Regions from separate parts of the Oryza sativa genome. Here region 1 is linked to region 2. Evidence: chromatin contacts called from public HiCAR-type data. All regions are on one chromosome and are shown on one strand. Each heading gives the region's core, a stretch centred on a gene start, on an enhancer-like site or on the middle of the called end of the contact. The rest is flanking DNA. Distances are from core to core; before and after follow the strand shown.

The links. HiCAR-type assays count read pairs that join an accessible place to other places.
Region 1: a HiCAR-type map of leaf shows a contact between it and region 2, with 2.8 times the contacts expected there. The contact joins the promoter of LOC4329828 here to the promoter of LOC4329805 in region 2. A contact is called at or near these places in 1 of 15 Hi-C or Micro-C datasets (seedling) and 1 of 4 datasets of contacts at active chromatin or transcription factors (leaf).

Annotation. Positions count from the first base shown.
Region 1 is chr2:23,305,835-23,310,722 of ASM3414082v1, reverse strand. LOC4329828 (serine/threonine-protein kinase Nek6-like) reads left to right here and starts at 2,052. Exons shown (of 13, transcript NM_001416696.1): 1 at 2,052-2,459; 2 at 2,557-2,623; 3 at 2,879-2,944; 4 at 3,050-3,096; 5 at 3,195-3,240; 6 at 3,354-3,434; 7 at 3,522-3,564; 8 at 3,666-3,712; 9 at 4,486-4,567; 10 at 4,651-4,700; 11 at 4,784-4,857. The coding sequence starts at 2,374.
Region 2 is chr2:23,039,922-23,044,463 of ASM3414082v1, reverse strand. It overlaps LOC4329805 (heavy metal-associated isoprenylated plant protein 12), which reads left to right and starts at 2,702. Exons shown (of 2, transcript XM_015768755.3): 1 at 2,702-3,065; 2 at 3,149-3,724. The coding sequence starts at 2,919. The coding sequence ends at 3,472. LOC4329806 (heavy metal-associated isoprenylated plant protein 16) reads left to right here. Exons shown (of 2, transcript XM_015768606.3): 2 at 1-561. The coding sequence ends at 309. It overlaps LOC4329804 (a long non-coding RNA gene), which reads left to right and starts at 3,993. Exons shown (of 2, transcript XR_001542979.3): 1 at 3,993-4,289; 2 at 4,368-4,542.

The sequences.
Region 1 (4,888 bases), core at 803-3,302, 270 kb before region 2:
CCAAGCACTGACCTCCCACCACGTACTACAGCCACAATTAAGCGAATTAAGCATACGTACGCCCAATTCCCTGCTCGATAGGGCAACAGATTTAACGCAAAGATAGAGCGTCACATCCGGCATCATATCGGCACTCACTCTTGTAGTGTACTTCTCCAATCAAATTTTCCAGGAAAAAAATATTTCCTTGATATTCTTTTTAACCCAAATCCTATCAAAAGCCATACCTAGCTAGCTAGTAGTACTGTTTGGCAGAATTATTTGGGCAGATGTGGTGGTGTAACGAGGAAGGAAGGATAATTAAGGGCATAACAACAAGGTGGTTTGTCGAATTGTTTGATTAGTCATGAGTGATTTGATTGGCTCACCAACAAACACGTACCAGTGGGAGTAGGGCATGCATAATCATCGGTGGATAACCTCGAGCCATGGCCACCAGCTACCAGACGAGAAATCAAACCCTGTTTGTTTCTAGGTAGAGGTAGCGGCATGGACAGTTGAGTCCTCCAGGCCTACACGCACAGTTGAGTTTCCAGTCAAAAAGCTACAGCCCAGACAAGCAGAGGCAACCATGCAACAAACCAATCATCAGGCAATCTGCAAAAAAAAAACCTGCCTGATAATTGAGGGTTTCAGGTCGTGTTTCATGTCAGCATCCGAAATCCTCAAAGCAAAAAAAGAAACAGGGGAGAACTGCATTATCTGATTTTAGCATAAACTATGATGGAATCGAATTATTCGGTTGGAAGAAAATAATATGCATCGAATTCTGGTGACCAAATTATTCTACTACTAGTGGATTAGCGTAGCAGCTGGAGCTAGCACGGAAATGGACATGAGCTTGGCATCACCAGCTAGCCAATCATACTTTCAGTATGCTAGTATACAAAATCCACCTTTCTTTAATATTTTTGCAAATTTTTTCTTCTCCTTTTTTAGTGCATGGTGGTGTTCACACTTGGCAGAGGCCAAAACCGCAGCATCTGCAACTCGCCATGCGCAGCAACAGTGGCCCAAAATCTCGACATTGACTTCTACCACAGATCCACTGAGCGCATCCCGAGGAAAAAAGCACATGCGATAGCAGTAGTAACAGCATGCAACAGCAGCTCCGCCACTACTATTACTGCGACCGCTAATAATAACAAGCGGTGCAGGAGTAAAACTACTCACAATTTACTACTACTCCTACTCCCGTGGGATCAGTTACCGCACTGTGCACTCGCAATAGTATAAACTGCATAGGCCATTCTATGCTTGGGCTACTCGCCGCCGTTGTCACTGCATCGATCACTTGCTACACTAGTGACCTACTACAGTGTATGCATATGCATGACACTAGTGTGACAGTGTGAAGCAAGAAGGGTCGTCTTTTTCTGGCCAAGAGAGAGAGAGAGAGACCCATGTTTTGCAATTAACATATGTACAATGACACACTAGGGGGATAGCTGTGGGTGCCAAAACCTCAAAAGAATGAGAAAACTACAGCAGGCAGTGAGTGAGGTGCAGTGCAGTGCAGTGCAACTCATGTCATGTGGGCACCATATGCGTATGATGCGTGCAGCAGCCTTCCTTTTCAGCGAGAAAGGCACGCCGCAGCAGCAGCAGCAGCAGCCAACCCCACAAGAGAGCAAGTTATTTAAGAACCTGAGTTAGATAGACTGATAGATACATGCAATGCAGCCAAAGCGGAGCAAAAAAGGGGCAGAGGGGACGAGAAAAAAGAGCAGAGGTAGAACAAGAAAGGGAAGGGAGAGTGTGCCACTACGTGAGAAACCGAGACGAAAGGGTCGCGCCACCAGCCCACCATCCACCGCCACGTGGGACCCACCGCCCGCCCGCAGACGCGAGCAAACGTTCCCTCCACTACTAATTACACGTAGGCAGTACGATCACTCTCCTCCTTCCTAAAGAAAGAGAGAAAGAGATTGATTTTGATTATACTAGTTGGTTAGTCCCATACAAAACACGCCTTAATCCTTAACCACCACCCCTCCCCTCCCGTTAACAAAAAGCTAAAACGCGCAACAGCGACGCACACGCAAAAGCCCAGAGGCAAGTAGCAGCAGCAGTGGTTGCGCGGTGCTGCGTTCGTCTCGGTCTCCGTCTCCGTCGTCTCCGTCCACTGGACAGGGCAGAGGCTGCCTACCAGACACACGCCCTCAACCTCGCGCCCGCCATTATTGCGACCCTCCCGCACGCGTGCGCGCGCGCGTATTATCACGAGGTCCGCGAGCGAGGCGCAGAGCAGAGAGCAGAAGCATCATTTCTAGTCCCCCAGCCCAAGCAACAGTAGCCAGCAAGAACAGAGTAGGGAGGAGGAGGAGGAAGGAGGACGCACCTGGGAGCAGAGCCAGAGCCAGAGCCAGAGCCATGGAGCAGTACGAGGTGGTGGAGCAGATCGGCCGGGGCGCCTACGGCTCCGCATACCTCGTCGTCCACAAGGGCGAGCGCAAGAGGTTCTCCTCCTTCCTCTGCTCCCCTTTCCTCTTCTTCCTTCGTCTTCTTCAGGCTTCCCTGATGCTTCTGTTCTTTCTTGGCTCGATGATGGTGCAGGTACGTGATGAAGAAGATCCGGCTGTCCAAGCAGAACGACAAGTTCCAGCGCACGGCGTACCAGGAGGTAAACCAGATCGAAACCCTCGTTAGTTCTTGTTCATTCCCCACACTTGAGCAAACATGTTGCACCCATGAGTTGTTTGCTGTTGCGTCTGCAAAACCCTTTTGAGATTACCAGAAATTACTGCGCGATGGATTAAAGAAAATAGCTTTTTTTTTTCTTTTCGAGTTCATACCTGATTGAATGTTTGGGAGGACGGGACAGATGGTTTGGTTTGATGATTTGATTTTGATGCTTTGCTTGCTGTTTGCTGCACAGATGTCCCTGATGGCGAGCCTCAGCAACCCGTACATCGTCGAGTACAAGGACGGTTGGGTTGATGAAGTACAAATTCCACGCATTAATTCAGTTCTGGGAGTAATTTGCATTCCTTCGAATCAAGGGTTCTAAAGTTTTGTCCTTTTTTCTCTTCTTCGATGATGGTTGCAGGGGACCTCGGCATGCATTGTGACAAGTTACTGTGAAGGAGGTGACATGTAAGAACCTCTCACATTTTTCACTCTTCACTGCCTCCTAAAATTTTTACCTTCCATTGGTGCTCCAACCTCCAAAGTCACTGACATCGGAATCACAGGGCAGAGAGGATCAAGAAGGCAAGGGGTGTCCTTTTCTCTGAAGAGGTAAGAACACCGTAAGTAGATGAAATGGTGATTTTACCACCTATATCAATGAGCAGTACAAACTGTTCATGGATTGGAAACTTACCGCTGATTTGGTACTTGTATGATCAAAGAGGGTGTGCCGATGGTTCACACAATTGCTCTTGGCCCTTGACTATCTGCACTGCAACCGTGTGCTCCACCGTGACCTCAAGGTAAATGAACATTGTCCCTATCCACACAAGTCGATTCATCAGGTATCAGCATCACCTAACATGCCCTTGGCTCCTGTGCTGTTACAGTGTTCCAACATTTTGTTAACAAAGGATAATAACATCCGTCTTGGTAAGAAATATATATTTCACCATAAATATAAATTACTGCATCTTTCCTTTTTCTTGGATGATAGTGTAGTGACCTGAATATTCATTGTTTCTTGAAAACAGCTGATTTTGGGCTAGCAAAATTGCTCATGGAGGACCTTGCATCGACGGTATGGCTTAAACCTGTGCTATCATGTTGTGTAAATATAACTCGCAAAACACATTTCCAGGTAGCAAAGAATACATAACTATGCAGTTACCTACATAAAGTCACACTAAATCATAACATGTATAAACACCATTCATGTAAACCCTTTTGATTTTGAATAGTGGTTCATAACTAAATTCTTTATGGCTTATGATCTTCAATCGTACTAGCAGAATGCCCGTACTTTGTTACGGAATTCAAAAGAAAAATTGTATGGTATTACATATTCATGTGGGAAAAATTAATGTCTGCATCACGAAATACAATAGCTTTGAACTTTGATTTTTAACTGTATATAATTTTTTTTTCACTTGTCTTATTAATAATCATGAAAAGAGATTGAACAACAAAAATTGGCAAAAAAAAATATGCCCCTTAATTTTATTCTAAAATTAAATATGTAAGTACCCACTTCTCTCTTTAGTTGAAAAAAAAGATGCTTTTATGCTCCCTTCTACTTTGACCTTGAGTACATATGAAGGCCCGCTCGTCATTGATGGCCACCACCATTGCCTTCTTTTATGATGGTATAGATAATGGAATTTTGTTCTAGAAATATGTGATGCCATTTCAGTATAGTTCCGGCAGTGTTATTTCATTTGTATATATTTATTTATAGAATTATATATGAACAGTAGGACACTTTCCTACCTTCTTCATTCAAAATATTGTGACATGTGAATGAACTGATAGGTTCCATTGCCACTCAATGAATTCAACATCTATGTTTTTCAGATTGTGGGAACCCCAAACTACATGTGCCCAGAAATACTAGCAGACATACCTTATGGTTACAAATCTGATATATGGTCACTTGGTGAGTTCCCAGTACAACAGCTTTTGGAGTAATTTTCACGGTTTCTGTTATGATGCTAATCCTTTCCCATCTTTTACCATCAGGATGCTGTATGTTTGAGATCTTAGCACACCGCCCTGCATTCAAAGCTGCAGTAAGTCCTACTACACAATTCAAACGATAAATTACTGTTTACGTATAACATGGTTCATGAAATATCCCCTCTTGTTTTTTAAGGACATGGCATCATTAATTAACAAAATAAACAGATCTTCAATATCTCCAATGCCACCGATATATTCATCATCACTGTGAGTGCCAATATTATTAACTTTTTAATGA
Region 2 (4,542 bases), core at 1,453-3,952:
TCGGTGGAGCTCGCCGGCGACGACAGGAGCAAGGTGGTGGTGGTGGGCGACGTGGACTCCATCGGGCTGACGAACGCGCTGCGGCGGAAGGTGGACGGGTCGGCGGAGCTGGTGGAGGTGAGCGACGCCAGCAAGAAGAAGGAGGAGGAGGCGAAGAAGAAGGAGGAGAAGGAGGAGCTGGTGTACTACCACCATGGCTACGGCTACTACCACCCCGGCGGCGTGTATCACCACCACCCGGGCTACGGGCCTCACGGCTGCCCCTGCGGCTGCAACCCGAGCCCGGACAGCACCTGCTCCATCATGTAGAGGAGAGGAAATGCAATCAGGGCGGAATCCAGAATGAGTTTGGAGGGAGGCTCGTCTTTACGACCTCCCTTCTTCTTCTTCTCCATCCCCCTATCTTCTCTTCACGGAGATTTAGGGGGACAGGGGAATTGAAGAAGGGAATGGATGTCGAGCCTTCCAGCATCTATTCTGGATCCGTACGTCCTGTTCATACTTCACAGTAGCTGTACAGTACTAGCATGAGTTTTGTGTATAAAGATTACGGTTTGTTTTGCTGATCCCTCTACTATGAAGTGGTGTTTTGTGTCTCATGGTATGAAGTGGGGTCGAGGATGTGAGATGATTTGAGGTTTTGAACAAGGCGATCTTGGTATTTTCAAATGGTTTTTTTCTTAGGCCGTGGACCCGTGGTGTAACGGTTTTACGTCTGAACTCATACTGTTCTACTGAAATTTCCGACAAATTAAAGTACTTGCTTCAGTACTAAAATGATAGAAGTGATTTTATTGTTCTTACCCGGCACTATTTATTCTTGTAGTACCAATTTTACTGGCACTTACTCTCTCCGTCCCAGATCCCAAAATATAGTTAACTATTTAAAGTTTGTCCTAAATATAGCTACCTACTATGTGTAAAAGCTGAATTTTAAGGTTAATCTTCTCATCTATTTTGTTAATCCACAGCCAGTAGACCTTGTTGACACCGTTGACACTTTCCGACCACCTGGCTAGGTTGCGTGGTGGCATCAGAGATGGGGAACATGTGTGCACGTAAAAGTGGCGGCTAGTGGTACTGATGAAGGGAGGGGAAAAAAATAGAGTTGGTCGTGTGGTACAAATCTCATAGTGATCCAAGTAGGCCTGTTCATTTGATATTTATTACCGATTCACATATCCATATCCATATTATTTATGTAGGTTATGGGTAACAAAATTACCTATTTAAAATTTGGATATGATCGAGAAGGGTAATATCTATTTTATCCACTTTATATATACCCATCTGAGTTGTGTAAAACTCAAACCACCCATGTTTGCATTATAGAAATTTATCAATTTTGACTGAAATTTGGAGGGATGATTTATTATATAGAAAAACAACTTTTAACAATTTTTGATTCGTTTCTATATGTAAGACCCATATATGTCTCTTGTCTTATCTTATTCATTAGGTTACTCGCTCATGTATATCTATTAGGTAATACTCACTTAAATTTAGGTATAGGTAGTCTCTTTGAAATATGTACGTGTATGAATATGTAATCTCTAATAGGAGGTGCTAATAAAGATAGGGTGTACGTGTATACGTTAATAGAGGTGAGTACTCATAGATGTATGATGTGCATAAATGCGTTAATAGAAAGAAGTGATCATATGGATATGGTGTACGTGTGCGTCCATAGGGGTGAACGAGCGTGTGCTATGAGCACATATGTTTATACCGTGTTTCTAAGAAAAACAAAGTTTATGCGCAATGAGATCTCCATAGAAATCTGGTTAGTTATCAATTTTGGAGCCCACTCGTTTTGGCACTCCGAACGTCACATCTCAGCATCCCAATCCATTGACCTGCGAGTCGTCATGCAGGCTCTTCTGGAATATTTGTGTTCAAGATCGTCCCATGTGCGCACTGACTTATTAAAATCTGCATCTTGCAAATCGCCCGCGAAGATGAACCTTCAGGTGAGGTGATGATACGGTTATTCAAATGCAACATAACATCATGTTGAGACAAAAGATCGCTGCATATATAATAAAGTTCAGACAAGTGGTTTCTCTGACGCGTTCACTTTTAAGCCCAAAAGCAACTTCAGACAAATCACAAATGGCTCTCACGCGGTCAGATAGATGTTCGTAGCTTGGACCGATGGACTGAGACCCAGCCGGATTCACCTCTCCGACCGAGCCGAGCAGTTCGCCGGAGATCACCGGTCGTCGTCGTCGTCGTCTTTGTGTTGCGATCTTCTTGCTTGATTGATGGGCCAAGATCGCTGTCGTCGCTGGGCAAGTACTGACGCTCGATGGAGGTGATACTTATCTACTTGTGTCCAACCGTTGCTATCTGTGGCATTGCAGTACTGTAGCTGGTATGTTATCTTCTGATGATCTTCTGGTAGCTAGGAGTTATTTTGTAGTACTTTCAACACCTTATTTTCAACAAGGGGGATACAAGAAGATCGAATCAAAAGACTGCGATCGAGACTACTAACCTGAATACCATGGCTAATTACTTCGGCTAAGCACACAGTAATGACACAAAGTAAAATTTAATCACGGTCAATTCAGAGTTTTGTGCAACAGTTTTAGCAGAGAGATTATCATCAGACTTGTGCGTTTACAACTTGCTTGGTCGCCAAGTAGGAAACCAACTATAATTAGGACAAGCACTAACGCCTAATCTCGTCCAGCTGACTAGTAGCCTAAGCACTAGTCCAGCTCGAGAAACAAAGTGACAAAAGTGTCTTGTGTCCTAATAAACCAAGTGACAACTGACGAGACGATCGAGAAGCCAAGTCGTTCCTTCCTGCAGACCAGCTGAGAGACGAAGTCTTAATTAAACAAAGTATGATTTGTTCATCTGCCAATATGTGGGTGGTTAAGCACTTAAGCTGTGTATATATATAGGAGCTAATGCCAGGGGACTCTGCACCAGCTCAAGCTGAACTGCTTTCCAAGCTCACCTCTCTTGCTCGACGATCCACACACGAATTTCCTCGACCTCTTCGTTCATCCCAATCTCATCGTTCGATCGATCAACAATTCTCCTCAGCAATGGCGGTAAGTGATTCTCCCTTCTCATATATATCATCGCCGTTCTTGAGTTCTCTGGACTCAACAACCATGGTTCTTGATCTTTGCAGCAAAAGATCGTGATCAAGGTGCACATGGGGAGCGACAAGTGCAGGCGGAAGGCGATGTCGCTGGTGGCGGCGACCGGCGGCGTGGTGTCGGTGGAGCTCGCCGGCGACGACAGGAGCAAGGTGGTGGTGGTGGGCGAGGTGGACTCGGTGAAGCTGACGAGCTTGCTGCGGAGGAAGGTCGGGCCGGCCGAGCTGGTGGAGGTCGGCGACGCCAAGCCGGCCAAGAAGGAGGAGAAGAAGGAAGAGAAGAAACCTGAGACCGTCCCGCCGTACTACTACTACTACCCGTACCACCATTACAGCCCTTACGGCTACATCATGTAGAATACCATGTGTACACATACCGTCCGTATGTATGTACACTGGTAGTGTATACATCGCGTAGTGCGAATATTCTTTTTGTACGGTATTGCAAGAGAGATTATTATGGTGATGTTTTGTTTTGCTCTCCCGCGATAAAAAATGTGTGAAGTGGGAGCGCGGGGATGTGATGATTGAGGTTTTGAACAGAAGACACAGAGCTTTGCGGTTTGTTAAGTTTAAATATTTTGAGGCTATCATCCGACTTGCAGAGTACATTCTCTCTGTCGATAAATAATGCATTTGAAATTTATCTGTAAATAGGAAGATTTATAGAGTGCTATACATGTTTATCTAACCACTTCTCATTTACTTCCTCCGTTTCATAATGTAAGTCATTCTAGCATTTCCCACATTCATATTGATGCTAATGAATCTAGACATATAATTAGCATCAATATAAATGTGGGAAATGCTAGAATGACTTACATTGTGAAACGGATGGAGTATATTTTTTCGTCAACTTTACTTCAACCATCTTCCCACTTCTAATCTCCCCTAATAAGGGGTATGAAATGTTTTTTTTTTCCTTTACGTTTCTTTTTTATTGTGGTAGACAAGATAAAAAAAAACAACAAAGCCACTTGAGTTTGTGGCACCTTAACTTCGTGGCATTACTACCAATTTCCTCTGACCTCTGGTATACTGATGCCTCTCCCCTGCTTTTCAACCGTGCACTGTACTGTCACGCACGCACATAGTCGACAACAATTTTTTCGATTCCACGGTGTTGATTTGTGGAGCTAAGGTCTCGCAAAGTTCTACAAATGGATGCTTCGATGTAATTTGGATCATATAGCCCATTTTGACTTTTAGGACTTGATGTGTGGAATTAATTTTGATCTTCTTGTTTCTGCAGTTGTCCAACTGGTCTTCTCATGGCCGCACTATCACCAAACAACAAACTGAGAGTTAAACAGAAGTCTCTGGAGAGCTTGTGGGAGAATAGGCTTCTATAGTAAAATCCCCCTCCCCGACCCCTCTTCCCCCCGATTCCGGTGGTTCGCCGCCGGTGAGGGCCGAAGGAGGGGCCA